Regions from separate parts of the Gossypium hirsutum genome. Here region 1 is linked to region 2. A link is a contact called in public Hi-C data. All regions are on one chromosome and are shown on one strand. Each heading gives the region's core, a stretch centred on a gene start, on an enhancer-like site or on the middle of the called end of the contact. The rest is flanking DNA. Distances are from core to core; before and after follow the strand shown.

Region 1 (2,937 bases), core at 144-2,643, 75 kb after region 2:
GAACCAGCAGCCCACCTACAATATTGTTTTGTTAGAATTTTCCTATTTCGAACTCCCTTGGCCTTTTGCTAAGGTTATTCATCCATAAAACCCTCTTAGATTCCAACCTTCGATCGAAGCATTGATAGTAAAAAAGGATTTTCCTATTTCACCGTTTCTTTTTCCTTTTATTTACGGCATCACCTTGTCGATTACACCAGCGAGCTGATTCAAGGTAGACACTGACTGCTTTGGCCGATACGGGACATGAATTTTAGTAACAAATTGGCCAATGCAGAAAAAGAAAAGAAAAGAAAAGCACGAGCAACTGCTGTATAGAAAAAAGTAGTATAGTTCTTAATTTGTCATCTTCAGAAAATCCCCCAATGATTTGCACCACTGAACCAGGTCAGCCGTGTTGGAGGGTTGGGCTAAGTTTCTCCCCCACAATGTGCTCTTGGTGATAACCATGATTTTGACTAACCTCACATACTGCATCTTCTATCCTGAATGAGCTGGTAAAGATTAGATTATAAAATCGAAATCATATCTTTAATTAGTCGGTGAAGTGACATCCATTAGATTCCATAGTTTATTATTCTTTTTCCTGTTTGTATGTCATAACATAACTAAATCAAATTTCATTTATCATAAAAAAATATAAAATATAAAAGTAGCAACATAATAACTCTGGCAAATCTCATACGTAAAGCAGAAAATGAAATCAAACCATCCATTATTAAAATGTATCCTTTTTTTTTATCTCAATCTTGATTAACTAAAACACACGAAAGGAAATAATACTATATAATAATAATAATAATTTTAACACCTGTTTTCTATTCTAAATCCGCCAGAATTGGCTCTTCTTCCTTCCTCAACCAAAGCAGCACGAGCTGACATGATCCCATGAGGCACCAAAGAATCATTAAATGCAGAACAATCAATCCAATCCTTCAAAAGCTCTTCTTGACCCCATATGTCAGGAATCCAAACATTGCCCGCCACTTCAATCCTATGCCTCTTCAGTTTCTCCCGTCCATTGTCTTCTTCAGATTCATCCGCCCTCATTGCTTCTTCTTCTTTAACCTCATGATCCGCTCCTACTTCCGGAGCCGGTGAAGACCCACGACACTTCACATGACATGTTTCCATCCCAGAGCTTGTTCCATCGCGGTCGGGCTGCTGAGTTTCGTTGGGTTGTTCTGGCGGCTGGTGGGGTGTCGTGTTTTTCATGTCTTGAGGATGTAGTACGTTCATAAAATGGAAGGGAAAGGGTTTAGGCGGATGGGTGAGGGTTGAAAGAGAAGATAGAAAGATTAGATTTTAGAGAGGGGGGAAGGGGGGTTTAGTTGATATGTGGGAATAAAAGCAAAGAGAGAATGGGTGGGGAGTTGGTTTACACGTCATCTCTCTGTCAAAGACTTTACATGTGTTGTCTTGTTTTTGTATGGCAACTAAGAATCTTACGTGTCTTCTTCCGAAGGTAGGTTAAATTTAAGTAGTACTGCATTTTGTGTGGTTTACTTCCATGTTCCTTCATCTTCCAGAACTCGCTCTGGAGTATTTAGAATCTTGGTTACTCACACTTGTTTTATTGGTCAAATTTTGTTATTAGGGCTTAAACTTAGTATAAGCAGTAGATTTAGCATTTGTGCTTTAATTTTGTTATTTTTAATTCTTGTACTTTTAGAAATTTGAATATTTTAGTTCTATTATTTTCATAATTTGATACATCAAACATATTATCGTATGGCTAATGTTATGACAATTTGTTATTTTTATATATTATTTATAAAAAGAATTGGTTAATAGATTTAACAATTGTCGTTTGCATTCAGACTGATATATCGAAATTAAAAAAATATAACTACTACAAATGATCTAGTTGAAGAACATAGACTAAATCTATAACTTTAGGCATAATATAGGACTAGTAGCATAAGTTAACCAAACAAATTTAACTGCTACAAATTGGTCAGGACTAAAATTTTAAATTTCAAAAAGTATACGGACACAACTTACACAAAATAAATGACCTAATAACATAATTTGACTTATTTTATTTTAAAATTTTTATAAGTTTAGAATTTAAATATTAATTTTATATATTTAGGATACAATTTTCATTTTAAAGACAACTTTAAAAACTAAACTTAGTTCTTTTAATTTATTATTTAATAATTTTAAAAATCAAATTTTAGTATGGAAAAAGAGGAAAGTGAAATCTCGGCATATGATTCCCTCGATGGATTTTTTCGGGAGGGATTGTGAGGTTCATGTTGAGTTCTATTTTTATTTATTTTTGGATAGACATAGGAATAAATAAATAAAAGAAAACCATGATTTCTTTGAATAATATATTAGCCAATCGGGTAGTTGGTTTTGAATAATATATTAGCCAATCGGGTAGTTGGTTTTCATTTGAGGAAACAGAATAAAATAAATTCACAAAAAAATATTCTTTGAATGAGATATAGACAAATGTTTAGAGATATTTTTTCTTTGTTCTTGATGTACACTAACAACTATTCTCTCCCCTCTCCTTCTGTTTGTGTTCATTTGTTGGTGTATTGCGAAATTAACTAAAAATTTAACTAAGATAAGTGTATTTATCAACTAATAGTATAACTAGGTGAATAAAGATATCGTCCTCACAAAAACTAAAAATACTAGTAATAACTATCTTTCTATTATTTAACTGAATAATTCGAGTGATTGGTTAAAATGAAAATTAACTAAATTAATTAACTAAGGAACACGATAAAAAATAAATCAGGAAAATAATTGATTAATAATCAATAAGCAAAACAATACCCAGGAAAGAATCCGCCTAGATTTCCTCTGTCACTATCAATCTAAATTACGCAATTTCTTTACTTAGTATATTGATCCGTAGAAATTCTCTAAATTATGCTAATATCTCTTTCGAGTATAAGAGCAATTGACTATGTTGAT
Region 2 (3,417 bases), core at 383-2,882:
CAGACCGCATTGTGTATAGTACTGACAGAGACTTGGTTGAGCAAGACTATGAAGCACGAGAGTGGGATAGAAGATTCCGAGAAATTGAGAAGTCAGACTAAAAAGAGCCTATATGGAGTATGGCTGCTTGGTAATTTTTCCAAGATCTCTTTGCTAAACCCTAAATGTTTATGACTTAGAAGCAGACATCTCTCTATTTCTCTCTCTCATTGTACATGTGTGTGTGTGTATACATATACATATAGGTCTAAAACCTCGGAGCTGCTATTCTGACACGGTTTCATATTTATTTATTATAGCTTCAGGCTGCTCTAGTTGGTGCCTCTCTTAGCAGAGAGCATCATTACATGAAGTGATTGACAGTAGATTATGGAAGCTGTCACTTTGAAACTGTTGACATACCATTGATGGAAGAGGCAATTCTACAAAAGAGAACAGGCGATCTCACTTCAGTGCTGGCTGGAATAGCTGAAGGGGGGAGGGGGTAATAATAGTGTAGATTTTTCATTAAATTGCCTCGCACTTCCTTTTTTAATCATTTGCGTATCATTATAGAATTGCGGAAGGTCAAGGTTATGAAATCAAATCCACTTCATTTGTTTTCACCATCTTCTGTTTACACTTGAAAGTAAAAGTATGTTGTGTACTGTGAACTGTAAATGGTTCATATTGTAAACCATTACATTTTACGGTGTTGAGACTTAAGAGATCAATCGATACTACTTTATTTTGGTTGTAAAGACGAGCGTTTTTGGACTTAAATGGTACACTGGTATATTATGTAAAAAGCAATGTTATTTGAACTGAATCAGACCGACTGATTCGATCGGGAATCAGTTTCGAAGGTGCTTTTGAACCAGTTAGGTTGGAAATTGGTACGTAGTAGTTAAAAAACTAGTTGAACTGACTATTGAATTGGCTAAAAATTGGTTAAATCAGTGTCGAACCGGTTGAATTGGAATTTTTTAATTTTTTTAATAAATTTTTAATTAGTCTGATTGTACTTGTCAAGTTGGTGGCTTGATCGGTTCGATTACCAATTCGGTTTAAAATATATTGGTAATAAGTAAAAATTGGTTAAATTTCTTAAATCTTGCCAACTCATAATTCCATATTTGTTTTAAAAAATTGAATCCCATTCAGATGGCATTAGAATGGAAGGCCAGGCCATAATATTGGGAACACATCAACAGAGACCTGGCATAATCACAAAAGAAAAAGCCAAAAATTGTCTCGTGGGCTTATTTAGAAAGACTAATCGGTTTAATTAATTCGTCCGGTTGAATTAAATAAATTATTAAAAATTTATTAAAAAAATTAAAAATTCAGTTCAATCAATTTTTTGTCCAGTTCAATTTTTCTGTACCAATTTCCACCCCAAGTTAATTGATTCAATACCTCTCTTTAGACTGGCATTTCGGTCGATTTGATCCAATCGATCCAGTTCAAACAAGCTCGTCTGAAACACAGAATGATGGGAAAACAATGCTTTGGTAATCTGAATAATGCAAATAGATGACGGCAGCAGCGTAGGTTCGGGTCTAGATCCCCAAGACTTCCAATCTCTATAACGGCGAATGTATATATCGACATCCCCAACCATAGCACTATTAAATGTCCTTATTCAGCTAAAATCTCAGTTAGATCTTGGATTTGAACTCAGATTAGTTGATAGCGGACCAACTCCATGGGTCAGAACCGTATCTCCCTTCGACAAGAAGTCGAAAAAGGACCTCAAGGATTAGCAGCTTAGATCAGGAAAGGGGAAAAAGGGTCAGCTCAGATTGGGATTTTAATGTACAAAACAAAATTTAAAGAACTGTGATTTTATAACCCTATTAAGATGTCAAACTTAACCCAAGTGAACTGTAGAACACACCATGGATCAGCAGTTACTCTAACTGGAGTTCGAGATGGCTTGGATATCATCATTTTACAGCTTATATAAGTTTTGACTAACAAAGTAGATCTGTGAAATGGCATGCCATTCATATGTACAAATTTCTTAGATGAATTGCTGGAGTACATACATTTGTATTAGCTACTTCTGTATTGTAGATAGCAGCAAAATCTAAAGGCTGCTTGCTTACCAATCTCAGAATGTAGTTACTGATGGTTGGCTCCTCAACTTGCTATGGGAGCCGAGCAAGTAATCTGCGCCGCAACTCCACTCAAAACCCACTTTGCCGATGCAACGATATTCCTATTAAACAGCAAATGACCACTTTCAAGCGATATGGAAGATCAATATACCTGCATGAATAGAATTATGGGATAATGATTAGTTTTATATCCAAGGCCCCAAATAAACAATTTGATTCCCTGAAAGTTATCCATGGAACTTATATATTAACGCCTAAAAGTTTTTATGGGAGCGTAAGATGAATTTGTAAAGGCTTGCTGCTTGGCAGGATTATTTTCCTTAGGTTAACTCCTTTGAGAGTGAATTTAACAACAAGAACCGTGTGTAAGCAATAAACATGCAACTGTTTAACAAAAAGTCCATAAGCTAAGTACAACCAAAAGGAACCCTTCTCCTACATCCCTTTTTTTTTAACCTCAAATTCGGGATGAAATGTTTAAATTAAAAGGAGATATCCTTTTTCCATCTATTGCATGAAAATTAAGCTCTTAAAGATAACATCATTGGAAAACACACTTATGGTTTTCCACATTGGTCTCTCGATTCATTTAATTTCCAATTCACACAAGCATACATCTCAAAAGTGATTGTACAAACAAGCATGAAAAGGGTTCTATAGAGAGAGTGCCTGACAAGCTAAAAATGTAGGTAAATCATTTGACAATCAAGATACATCCATAAATAGATCATTTGAATTTAGCAGGGACAAGTAGAGTAAATCAAATAGAAGATGGTATGTACAAATAGTGCACTTACCTAAAAGTGTGAAGACAAATACTATTGCCAGTATCATTTTTATGGACTGCTGATTAACTTTAACGAGATATGAAAATCTATCAAATCTGGCATTGCATGCCCCAAGCCTCCTTCTCAAGTGCATGACCTTTGTCAGAAACCAATGTAATCCCTGGAGGCCATGGTCTCTAAGTGCTGAACATAGTCCAATATGCTGGCCCTGATAAAGATATGCAGACTGTAAGTTGAGGACATTGACCAATGCACCAAGGCTAGAGGAATTGATGAGTTTATTGCACAACTAAGCAATAAGAAAGGTTAGCAATTAAAGGTATGTATTGCTTAGCAATTAAATGCATGTAAAAAAAATAAAAAACCAAAATCATAGTACAAATTGTTCAGAAGTTCTGTAAAATGCTAGTATCAAAATTCAGAGCTAACTACTTCACCATATCTTGACTACTGATCACATGCATGCCTTCCGAAGAATAATAATGTTAAGATGGATTGAAACGTACCTGTGCAGCATGAGAAGCATC

The links. A called contact is a pair of places that touch in the nucleus more often than the background predicts.
Region 1: a contact with region 2 is called in a Hi-C map of seedling, with 2.4 times the contacts expected there. The contact joins the promoter of LOC107899228 here to the enhancer-like site in region 2. A contact is called at or near these places in 12 of 34 Hi-C or Micro-C datasets (anther, callus, fibers and 4 more).

The regions. Positions count from the first base shown.
Region 1 is chrD04:36,127,991-36,130,927 of Gossypium_hirsutum_v2.1, forward strand. It overlaps LOC107899228 (protein BIC1), which reads right to left and starts at 1,394. Exons shown (of 1, transcript XM_016824880.2): 1 at 687-1,394. The coding sequence starts at 1,239. The coding sequence ends at 805.
Region 2 is chrD04:36,053,124-36,056,540 of Gossypium_hirsutum_v2.1, forward strand. LOC107899229 reads left to right here. Exons shown (of 14, transcript XM_016824881.2): 13 at 1-130; 14 at 300-740. The coding sequence ends at 101. It also overlaps the pseudogene LOC107899230. Among protein-coding and RNA genes, the nearest start is that of LOC107899229, 7.8 kb to the left of the region's middle. Within about 2 kb of position 1,633, at least 6 of the 9 cell types and tissues checked have an H3K27ac peak or open chromatin away from gene starts, as enhancers often do. A contact at or near this core is called in fibers, where this site is marked.